3 separate regions of the Sus scrofa genome follow, and regions 1 and 3 are each linked to region 2. A link is a contact called in public Hi-C and HiChIP or PLAC-seq data. All regions are on one chromosome and are shown on one strand. The core of a region is the stretch at or near the end of the contact, and the rest is flanking DNA. Distances in the headings are between cores, read along the strand shown. Region 1 overlaps C1H9orf84. Region 2 has its middle 13 kb from the start of HSDL2. Region 3 overlaps C1H9orf84.

The links. A called contact is a pair of places that touch in the nucleus more often than the background predicts. HiChIP or PLAC-seq counts read pairs in DNA pulled down with a chosen protein or histone mark.
Region 1: an H3K27ac HiChIP or PLAC-seq map of alveolar macrophages shows a contact between it and region 2. The contact joins two enhancer-like sites. A contact is called at or near these places in 3 of 5 promoter capture datasets (fetal liver, fetal skeletal muscle and liver), 4 of 47 Hi-C or Micro-C datasets (embryonic fibroblasts, mesenteric adipose tissue, retroperitoneal adipose tissue and 1 more) and 2 of 2 datasets of contacts at active chromatin or transcription factors (alveolar macrophages and skeletal muscle).
Region 3: a Hi-C map of alveolar macrophages shows a contact between it and region 2, with 2.5 times the contacts expected there. The contact joins two enhancer-like sites. A contact is called at or near these places in 1 of 5 promoter capture datasets (fetal skeletal muscle), 13 of 47 Hi-C or Micro-C datasets (alveolar macrophages, brain, embryonic fibroblasts and 8 more) and 2 of 2 datasets of contacts at active chromatin or transcription factors (alveolar macrophages and skeletal muscle).

Annotation. Positions count from the first base shown.
Region 1 is chr1:252,510,942-252,514,813 of Sscrofa11.1, forward strand. It overlaps C1H9orf84, which reads right to left. Exons shown (of 26, transcript XM_021085151.1): 15 at 3,707-3,872. Among named protein-coding and RNA genes, the nearest start is that of C1H9orf84, 42 kb to the right of the region's middle. Within about 2 kb of position 2,215, at least 1 of the 83 cell types and tissues checked has an H3K27ac peak or open chromatin away from gene starts, as enhancers often do. A contact at or near this core is called in alveolar macrophages, where this site is marked.
Region 2 is chr1:253,108,962-253,113,035 of Sscrofa11.1, forward strand. No RefSeq gene overlaps it. Among named protein-coding and RNA genes, the nearest start is that of HSDL2, 13 kb to the right of the region's middle. Within about 2 kb of position 2,225, at least 2 of the 83 cell types and tissues checked have an H3K27ac peak or open chromatin away from gene starts, as enhancers often do. A contact at or near this core is called in alveolar macrophages, where this site is marked.
Region 3 is chr1:252,539,242-252,542,883 of Sscrofa11.1, forward strand. C1H9orf84 reads right to left here. Exons shown (of 26, transcript XM_021085151.1): 4 at 1-15. Among named protein-coding and RNA genes, the nearest start is that of C1H9orf84, 14 kb to the right of the region's middle. Within about 2 kb of position 1,535, at least 4 of the 83 cell types and tissues checked have an H3K27ac peak or open chromatin away from gene starts, as enhancers often do. A contact at or near this core is called in alveolar macrophages, where this site is marked.

The sequences.
Region 1 (3,872 bases), core at 965-3,464, 600 kb before region 2:
GGTTTTCGATCCATCCTGCCACTTTGTTTCTTTTGATTGGTGAATTCAACCCATTTACATTTGGGGGGGTTATTGATAGATGAGAACTTGGTATTGCCATTCTATCTTTTGTTTTCTGGTTGCTCCATATCTCCATTGTTTCTTTTTCCTTGTTTCTGTTTGGCATTTTGGTTTGGTAGCTTTCTATGACATTTTTCTCAGTTCTTTTTTTTTTTTTTTTATGCTTTATGTCTCTGTGCTAGATTTATGCGTGGTAGTTACCATGAAATTTGTGTAAAATGTTTCATAGGTTAAATAGTCCTTTTCTGCTGATACAATTTTATCTTCATTTTCTACACAGGTTCTCTTTTCCTCTTCCCTTTTTAGGTTTTTGTTGTCTCAAATTGTCCCTTTTTTTTTTTTTTTTTTTTTTGGTCTTTCTTGCTATTTCTTTGGGCCGCTCCCCGTGGCATATGGAGGTTCCCAGGCTAGGGGTCGAATCGGAGCTGCAGCCCCTGGCCTACGCCAGAGCCACAGCAACGCGGGATCCGAGCCGTGTCTGCAACTTACACCACAGCTCACAACAACGCCGGATCCTTAACCCACTGAGCAAGGGCAGGGACCGAACCCGCAACCTCATGGTTCCTAGTCGGATTCGTTAACCACTGCGCCACGACGGGAACTCCGAATTATCCCTTTTTATATTGTGTTCATTACCAAGTTGAAGTTGCCATAGTTTCTTTCCTGATACAATAAAGTGCTTAAAAACCTTTTTTGATAGAGTTGCAATTTTCTGCTTCTCCTTGTCTATTTATTACCTTACTTGAAGTTGTATGTACTTTTGCCTTTTTGTTTCTGGTAGAAGAGCTCCTTTTCAACATTTCTTATAAAGCAGGGCTAGCACTGATAAAATTCCTCAGCTTTTGTTTGTCTAGGAAAACCCATATTTTTCCTTCATGTCTGAATTATCATTTTGTTAGTGTTCTTGCATGACCATTTTTGTCTTTCAGTATTTTGAGAATGTCATTCTACTTCCTCCTGGCCTATGAGATTTCTGCTGAGAAATCTGCTGAGAGCTTAAAAGATATTCCTTTGTAGGTTGCCAACCTTTTTTCACTGGCTGCATTTAAAATTCTTTTTTTATTGACTTTTGACAGTGTCATGGAGAAGATCTTTTTGCATTGAGGTAATTTGGTGTTCTCCTTAGCTTCAAAGACTTGTATATCCTGTTCCCTTTCCAGATTTGGGAAGTTTTCAACTATGATTTCTTTAAATAAACTCTATGATACCTTCTCTGTTTCATCTCCTTCTGGGATAACCTTTACTCTAATGTTGCTCTTCCTAAAAGAGTCAGATAGCTTTCATAGAATTTTCTCTTTTTTAAGATCTTTTTTTTTTTTTTTTTTTTTTTTTTTTTGCTTTTTTAGGACTGCACTTGCGGCATGTGGAGGTTCCCAGGCTAGCAGTCAAATTGAAGCTATAGCTGCTGGCCTACACCACAGCTACAGCCACAGCCGCATCAGATCCGAGCCATGTCTGCAACCTGCACCACAGCTCAAGGCAAAGCCGGATCTTTAACCCACTGAGTGAGGCCAGGGATTGAACCTGTAACCTCATGGTCCCTAGTTGGATTTGTTTCCGCTGCACCACGATGGGAACTCCAGGAACTCCCTTTTTTTAAGGTCTTAATTCTTTTCTCTTTTCTACCTGTATCATTTCTAGATTTTTATCTTTGAGCTCACTAATTCTCTCTTCTATATGATATGCTCTATTTTCAATGCTTTCTAATGCTATCTTCATCTCATTTATTGAGTTCCTCAGCTCCAGAATTTGGTTCTTTTTTAGTTTCAGGCTCTTTGTTCTTCTGTTCATTAATTTTATTCCTGAGCTCATATAACTTCCTCTTTGAGTTTTCTTGTGCCTTGTTGAATTTCTTCATGACAGCTATGTTGAATTCTCTATCAGTCAGACTGCAATATTCCATGACTTTAAGTTTGGTTTCTGGTGAACTGTCATTTCGTTTTTGTGATTCAGTGTTACTGTAGTTCTTCATGATGCTTGATAAGTTGTTCCTCAGCTGGCACATTTGAAGTAGTGAACAACTTTCTTCTTTAGGTAAAAATAATTGTTTTTACTTGATTCTAATGAACAATTCACAAATTAGAGGCCTTTCTTTTATTTTCCAGTAGGTGGCACCATAGAACAAGTTTTTGGTTCCTGTTACCTGGGCTGCCTCTGGTTGTATTGGCACTTTCTGCCCCGCAAAGTCTCTGTCAGAACTGTCACCCAGGGCATAAGTTATCACTGCTTGTGCCTCCAGGGTTGTTGGTGCCTTGCTGTTGCTGGAATCACTGGTGTCACTGCCTGAGGTACCAAGTTGGTGGCCTCATCTGGGATCCCCTTAGTCACAGGCTCTGTCACTGTGGTGGGGAGGACAGCAGGGGGTAGGACGTAGGATCACGTGCACCTCTGCCTGGTCTGGTCTTGTCAGGTTTCTGGGCTCGCCTACTGCAGCTGGAGGGTGGGTAGCCAGAGTTGCGGGCCCCTCTGCAGCTGGAGTGTGTAACAGGCTTTTGTTGCCACTACTGCCCAGTTATTTGTGGCTGCTGGCTCCATTGCAAGTGGGAGGCTGGGGTCATGTGTGCTACCACCCTTGCTGCTATTGGGTTCTCTGGGTCTGTGGGCTCAGCTGCCACAGCCCAGGGGCTAGAACTGCAGTGACTGACTATGCTGATCCCCAAGTTCTACCTCTTCTATGTATTCCATTCCACCCACCTTGAGATGTATAGATGTGTAGAATGCTCCAGTGTTCTGGTGTGTTGGGCAGAGGCACTTTTGTTGAGTTGTGGATGTTTTACTGGTTGTAGATTGAAGGGGAGAGACAAAGAGAGCATCTCATCCTGTCATGATGCCGACATAACTCCCCACTTCTAAATTTCTTACTAATTGGTTTAATACACTTTAAAGACTTAAGCAAGTTACCCAAGTAACCATAGAGTAGGAGGGAGAGAGAGAAAAACGAAGAAAAAGGCCAAATTTATTTGCATATTTAGTGTAAAGCATTTCAGATGCTTTTCTGCTTTAAAAGATTTTAAAAAGTATTTTCTCTTAAATCTTTATTTATGAAATTTTTTTTTTTTTTTTTTTTTTTTTTTTTTTTTTTTTTTTTTGCCATGCCTGCAGCACATGGAAGTTCCTGGGCCAGGGATCAAACCCAAGCCACTGCAGTGACAACACTGGATCCTTAACCCACTATACTACAAGAGAACTCCCATGCAAACTTCTTTCAATGCTTGAGGGAGAGTGGGCAAAAATTTCCAATATAATCCAAGGAATGAATGAACTGCTTTTTTAAAAAAAGAATTGTATCAGATTCTGGCTCAATATCTAAAAATTAATTATTATAGTTTTATTGTGGGTATATGTTCATGAACTTTTAAGTAGAATACAAAATTTTTGAGATTTGAAGGACTAATCCATAGAACACTGTGTATAATAAAATTAAAGTATTTTTAAAACTCAAGACATATGAATAATGATACAAATGATACTTTCTCTGGGTCTGATTCTGTCCTGTTAACTTACTTAAGGTGAAAACTTCTCAAAGGACCAAATAGTATACTGAAATAAAAACTATTTCATAATTTCAAGTTAAATACAAAATTTTATCTTCTATCCAATTCTTATTTAAGCTGATTGTTGTTATCTGCTTTATTTCAGTACTAACCTTAATTTGCTGTTCACTTTGCATCCAATTTAGTATCTGACTTTGCAATTCTTGTAACCTGTAGTTGGTATCAGGCTTTTTTTCCCTAATAAACCGTACAATCTCCAGTTGTCGCCAAATGTCATCCAAATAGGAGCCTAAAATGCTTTTGTAGATATCTTTTGCA
Region 2 (4,074 bases), core at 975-3,474:
TTTATGTTCTTGTTTCACTTTTCAACTACTTGGTGGAGACAGTGGGGTGGGAAATGACTAGGATGAGATTCAAATCAGTAGGCAACTGGCAAGCAAGTTATGCTTTCTCTCAGCACCTTTTCACAAAATCCTTTGAATATTCTGCTCAGTACCAACATTTGGTTTGGGCACCATTCCCTCCACTCTTATTTTATTTATTTATTTATTTATTTTTGTCTTTTTGCTATTTCTTGGGCCGCTCCCTCGGCATTTGGAGATTCCCAGACTAGGGGTCAGATCGGAGCTGTAGCCTCCGGCCTACGCCAGAGCTACAGCAATGTGAGATCCGAGCCACGTCTGCAACCTACACCACAGCTCACGGCAACGCCGGATCGTTAACCCACTGAGCAAGGGCAGGGACCGAACCCGCAACCTCCTGGTTCCTAGTCGGATTCATTAACCACTGCGCCACGACGGGAACTCCTTTCCACTCTTATTAAGATGAGAAGATGCAGGAGTTTTCTCTTCGGTACAGTAGGTTAGGAATCCGACTGCGGTAGCTTGGGTCACTGCAGAGGCACGCATTCAATCCTTGACCCACACAGTGGGTTAAAGAATCTGGTGTTGCCACAACTGCAACATAGTTCACAGCTGTGGCTTGGATTCGGTCCCTGGCCTGTGAACTTCCACATGCTATGGGTGTGGCCATTAAAAAAAAATGATGAGAAGATCCTTCACACAGGGATCTCAATCTATTCTATAATATACAATATGGCAGAATTAAATATAGATGTGTGGAGGGGAGGGAGTGGGATGGACTGGGAGTTTGGGGTTAGTAGATGCAAACTGTTATTTTTAGAATGGATAAGCAATGAGGTCCTATTGTAAAGCACAGGGAACTATATCCAGGGTCTTGTGATAGAACATGATGGAATATAATATGAGAAAAGGAATATGTATATATATATGTATGACTGGGTCACTTTGCTATAGAGCAGAAGCCATACTTTTAATTTAAAAATTTTTTAAAAATATATAAATGTATGTTTGTAGGCATGGATTACTTTTCATACCAATATTTCCAGTCTTTATCTGCTGGGAGGGCTGAACAATGACACCCCATTTACTTATGCCCACATTTTAGTTTCTAAATACTATTGTCCAATAAACTGAACCAGGACTCCTCAGAAAAGTTATGGATTCCAGTGCTGCAGAAGCAAAATACTAGATGAGCCTAGAAGATCTTGAGGTGCTAAAAAGTAAAGAAGTACTTATAAATTGATAGAGATGTGCACAATGGGGTAAGAATCTGATTGGAAAGGCTTGGATTCAATCCCTGGCCCAGGAACTTCCATAGGCTGTGACGTCGGCCATAAACCAAACAAAACCAAACAACACACATCTGTTATCTCCAGGTTCTATAGAAGCCTGCACAGGCTTGACTGGGTCTCACGATGCTGATGTTCAGGTGTTGGCCAGCCTAGGCTTTTTTTTAAGTTTTACTGAAGTATAGTTGATGTGAAATGTTGTGATCATTTCTGCTGTACAACAAAGTGACTCAGTTACACGTATCCACACTTCCATTATCTTCCAGATTCTTTTCCTTTATAGATTATCACAGAGTATTGGGTAGAGTTCTCTGTACTGTGCAGCACGTCCCTGTTGGCTAACCATTCCATATACCACAGTGTGCATATGCCAGTCCCAAACCCCCAGTCCATCCTCCCCTGCCTCCCACCTGTCCCCTTTGGTAACCAGTTAAGTTTGCTTTCGAAGTCTGTTTCTGTTCTGCAAATACGTTTCTTTTTACCCTTTTTTTAGATTCTACATATAAGTGATATCATATGTTTGTTTTCACTAACTTCACTTAGTATAATCATCTCTAGATCCATCCACGTTGCTGAAAATGGCATTATTTCATTTCTTTCTGTGACTGAGTAATATTCCATTAAATATATGTACCAATGGATAAAGAAGATGTGGTACGGCCTAGGCTTTTATCTGGAGTGTCTGGGAAGTGAGCTCCCAAGCTTTTCACCTTGTAAGACTCCAGTTCCTCATAACTGTAGATCCCAGATCCCTGTTTCTTTGCTGGCTATCAGCCAGGGATCACCCTAGGTTCCTTGAGGCTACCTGCATTCCTTCTTAGTTGGTCCCTTCCATTTTCAAAGCAGTATTGGTAAGGCTAGGCTTCTCACACTTTGAATATCTCTGACTTCTCCTTCTGCCTTCCTCTTCTGCCATCAGCCAGAGAAAGCTTCTGCTTTTAAGGGCTCTTATCTGAGTCAAGCAATCTGTTTCCTGAAGTCGACTAACGTGAAACTTGAATTACACTTGCAAAATCCCTTCACAACGGTATTTATAATTATTTAAAACAGTATTTAAATAACCAGGGGATGGGAATATTGTTGGAGGGAAGGTGGGAAAACCTCTAGAATTCTCCCTACCACAAAGAAAGTCTGTAGTTTATTTCATAAAATTGTATTATTATTAATTTCTTAGTTTTGATCATTGCACTTTGGTTACGCAAGAGATTAGCATTAAGGAAACCTGGACAGAGGGTATTCAGAAGAATGCACTGTAGAAATTTTACAGTTTTTCTGGATGTCTAAATTTTTTTTCAAAATAAAAATGTTAATAAACATATATACTACTTATGTAAGTTATTATTATTATTATTATTTTGTCTTTTTTCCACGGCATATGGAAGTTCTCAGGCTAGGGGGTCGAATCAGAGCTATAGCTGCAAGCCTACGCCAGAGCCACAGCAACACAGGATCTGAGCCGTGTCTGCGACCTACACCATAGCTCACGCAACACCGGATCCTTAATCCACCGAGTGAGGTTAGGAATCGAATCGCCTCCTCATGGATACCAGTCGGGTTCATTACCACTGAGCCACAACAGGAACTTCTACTTATGTAAATTGTAAAGCATAATCATAAAATGACCACCAAGAAGATATTGAGAAATTATCAAAGGGAAAACTGAAGGTTAATCATACCCCTGCTCTTTTGCAGTTGTGAAACGTTTGTGCAAATTCCTAAACTATGTGCACGCTATATAAGTAGCGTAATATTTTTAATATTCTTCTGCCACTTGATTCTTTCACTCAATATTATGATTCTGTGACTAATTCCCTGTAGTTCATTAATTTTTAATGTCATGCAGTATTTCTCTTCTATAAGAATATGCCACAATTTACCCATTCTCTTTATTTGAGTGGTTTCTAATTTCTCCTTGTTGTTGTGCTATTATAAATAATTTTTCAATGGATATTCTTGTACCTATCCCCCAAGGCACTCATAGAGCTTTCTCTAGGCCCTATAATCTAGGTTATATGTTCAGAAGTAGAATTGCAGAGTCATGGAATTGGCTAATCTTCATCTTTACTATGTTTGCAAAGAGATTTTTGTCAATTTTCACTACCGCTATTATGAAGTGTTTGCAAGCTCCTGTTGCTCATACCCTAATTGGTATGGTACAATTTTAAAATTTTGCCATTGAGTTTAGAAGTATCTTATGTGCCCTTAATTTTCGTTTGTGGTGTTTTTTTTGTTTTTTTGTTTGTTTGTTTTGTTTTTGTTTTTTGTCTTTTTGTCCTTTTAGAGCCACACCTGCGACATATGGAGGTTTCCAGGCTAGGGGTCTAATCGGAACTGTTGCTGCCAGCCTATGCCAGAGCCACAGCAACGCCAGATCCGAGCCTCAAAGGTACCTACGACCTATGTTGTGCATGGCAACGCCGGATCCTTAACCCACTGAATGAGGCCAGGGATCGAACCTGCAACCTCAGTGTACCTAGTCAGATTCGTTTCCACTGTACCATGACAGGAACTCCGCCTCCATTTTCATTTATTGATTATCATCAATATAGTTGAATACAGTTGAATATCATCTCATATTTTACTGGCCAGTCATGAATCTTCTTTGGTATAATATCTGTTTAACGTATTTTATGGATTTTTTTTTCCTTTGACTGTTGTTTACTTAGTGGTTTGTAAGTGTCCCTGGTGATATCTATAACAGGTATCATCTTCCAGAATGTGGCTTCCCTTTTCCTTTTTTTGTAATGTCTTCTGATGAACAAAAACT
Region 3 (3,642 bases), core at 285-2,784, 570 kb before region 2:
CATCAATAGACAAATCTGAAATAAATAAGAAATATAAAGGCATCAAAAAAAAAATCTAAAAGTTATACAAAAGGATCCAGGTAGTTACTATAGTCAGCCATCAGATACAGTTGGGTTTTCAAACATATTTTACATTTTTTAGTTCGTCATTTTATTGTGCAAATAAAGTATGTAGCATAGTACTTGGGTACATAGGTGGAAAGAAGCTCAATAAAACTTAGTATTATTTAGTATACTGAGTAGTAACCAAATATCCTGAAATAGTTGTAATGGCTCGTATTTTTTTCCAACAAAATTAATGTAATCAATGGAGGAAAAATCTCTTATGGCCTCATGCCTCAAATAGCTGGAGAGCCTCAGCAAAATTGTAAAGAAAAAAAAAGCATTCGACTTTTGCCCACCTAGTCCTTTCTCCTCTGCATGATTTTACCTTTTGTTGTTGTTGTTGTTGTTGTTTTTTGTCTTTTTGCCATTTCTTGGGCTTCTCTCGCGGCATATGGAGGTTCCCAGGCTAGGGGTCTAATCGGAGCCGTAGCCACCAGCCTACGCCAGAGCCACAACAACACGGGATCCGAGCCGCGTCTGCAACCTACACCACAGCTCACGGCAACGCCGGGTTGTTAACCCACTGAGCAAGGGCAGGGATTGAACCCGCAACCTCATGGTTCCTAGTCGGATTCGTTAACCACTGCACCACCACAGGAACTCCGATTTTACCTTTTAAATTCTCCAGTTCATCCTGAGACAGACATGTAGGGAATGGAGGTGGTCTACAAAGCTTACAAGTGAGACCAATTCTGATTCTAGCACTCTAAAGTTTGTTCAAACATGTTTGATTTAAAACTAATTACAGGGAGTTCCCTTTGTGAGGCAGAGGAAATGAATCCAACTAGTATCCATGAGGATGAGGGTTCAATCCCTGGCCTTGCTCTGTAGGCCAGTGGGGATCCAGCATTGCCATGAGTTGTGGTATAGGTCACAGAGGTGGCCTGGATCCTAGGTTGCTGTGGCTGTAGTGTAAGCTGGCAGTTGTAGCTCTGATTCAACCTGTAGCCTGGGAGCTTCCATATGCTGCAAGCATGGCCCTAAAAAGCAAAAAACAAACAAACAAACAAACAAAACAAACCAAAACCAAAAAACTAATTACAATGACAACTAATATAGCAAAATAGCTACCACAGAAATGTGATATATCGGACCTATTAGGAAACATACTCCTAACAGTAAGTTGCTGGAAAAGGTTTTTCCTCTCTACCCCCACCCTACCATGTTTGAGTTACTTTAGAAGCTCAGCTAATAGTGTCAGTGCTTTAACAGTTTCTGGGCTCAGGGAGGGAAGGTAAAACCTACCTCCATTCCTCAATAGTCTCTGAGTGGAAAGAGAAAAAGGAAAATGACAAACTGCTCAGAAAGCCAAGTTCCCCAAAGCAAAAGTCACCTTGAAGGGGAAGTAATAGTCTCTTGTTCTGGGCAATGGCCTCTCAGTTAAGCAACTTTAGAATGCCATGAGGGAGGAATAACATGAAGTGATGTCTCTAATGACCAAATACGTCATTGGTATATGTGTGTGCTTAATAAATCTGTGGTGTAGAGCAGGCAGGCAGGGCCATCCCTTTGCCTGGGGATAACTTAAAATGCCAAAAAAGAACTTGTTATAAAAACTAACCTCCTGAGAGACTATTTATGGGAATCTGTTAAATTCCCAACCATCACGGGCCAAGAACTTCCCATGATACACCAAAGAAAGCTAGCCAATCTGTTCCATAACTAAGCAGGGTTTACTTGAGACAATTTAAAGATGGTTCATTCATATATCCAATCTGTAGGTATTAATAAAGTCATATTAACAGTAAAAACCCAAAGGGCATTCATTTATATTTCCATCTTCACCTCCCACTTCCAAAACAGACCTAGTCATCTTTCCTTTCTACAGGCTCATCCTAGTACTTCTGGGAATCCAGGAGGGCATTTATCACTTATGAGGTCTTGTTTTCCAACTACCCTTTTTTGATGGAGCCACTTGAGGGCAGCATCACACCATAACCAATGTTCTTTATAACTACACAAAGGTTGTTTTACCAAGGATGCTACCTACTTACCTTCTTATAGCTATACAACTTGTCCTGGATTTTTACACTCTTACCACTAGTGTATGTGCCAACACAGATATAAGGAGACTGTTTTCCTCTATTGTAAAGGAGTGTTAAATTGTCATGAAGAAACAAAATTCTGGCTAGTTAACTATGAAAAGAAGAAGAAAAAAGGTCTACTGACAAGAAAGTAGATAGATGTGTTCTTTGCACAAGATACTTTTGTCTTAGAAAACCCAACATAAATAAATGAAAACAATTAAGGAGTTCACTAAGGTGTCTGGTAAAAATTGGAAAATCAATAGTTTTGAAATATATATAAAAACCTTATCATAAGGGTTGGGAGACCAGCAGGAGAAGCTCTCATGCTCTGCTATGACAGCAGAGCCCATCAGAAGAAGAAAGACACCTCTTCTTTCTAGGTAAGAACTCAACCAATAAAAAGCCAGGGCCTCTGTGTACTTTACCTTCCTAGTTTCCTTCCCCCTCTATAAAAGAGTTATCCTTCCCTTGCCAGGGGAGGACTTGCACACGACTCACCATGGCTGCTAACCCAGAACTGCAATTCTCTGTTGATCCCAAATAAACTCATCTTTGCTGGAGAAATACCTAGCAGTGTATTTCAGATCAACAACACATTTATGAGTGTGCTTTAAATAAAAAACAGTATTAACTGGGAAATTTATGATACATAAATAAGATTAAAAGCTGCGCCATGCATTGGAAGAAAATAAGGATATGGTGAAATGTTACCCGAATACTGTTAACATTTAAAAATACTGTTAAGAAAAAAAAAATAAAAATACTGTAAGGCATACCTGGTGTGATCACAATAATAAAAGGATTTATATATAGATTATAGGATTATATGTTTTTCATAAAGTGACAGTCTATATATTTAAGACGTGGGAAAACAAAGTTAATAAAAATTTTTGCTAACTTATAAAATCCATTCCTTGTTCATGATCAAAAGTTCTTAGTGAACTCAGAACAAAAGTTTCCACAGCCCAGTGAAGTATGTAAATTTTTCTAACATCTCATCCTTGAAAATTATGTGAACATTAAAAATAATGTAAACACTGAAACAGTATTTATATCACTATTAGTGATGAAACAACAACATATTTTCTTTGCTGTCAAAACAAGACAAGGATGGCAACTATTACTGCTTCAATTATCAATGTACTGGAGATCCTAGTCAGAACAGTAAGACAAAGAGATATAAATATGGTCAAGGAAGAAACAGATGTCCAATAAAATCACTATCTCAAAGAAATACCTGTATTCCCATGTTCACTGCAGTGTTATTCACAATAGTCAAGGTATAGTAACAATCTAAATGTCTGTATCTGGATGAATGGATAAAGAAAATGTGATATACATACACACACTCGTGGAATATTATTCAGCCTTGAAAAAGGAAATCCTGCCATTTGCAACATGGAAGAAACTGGAGGGTATTATTCTAAAGGAAATAAGCCAGATAAAGAACAACCGAAATTGCATGGACTTATATACAGACTCTTAAAAAAAAAAAGTCAAACTTATGGAA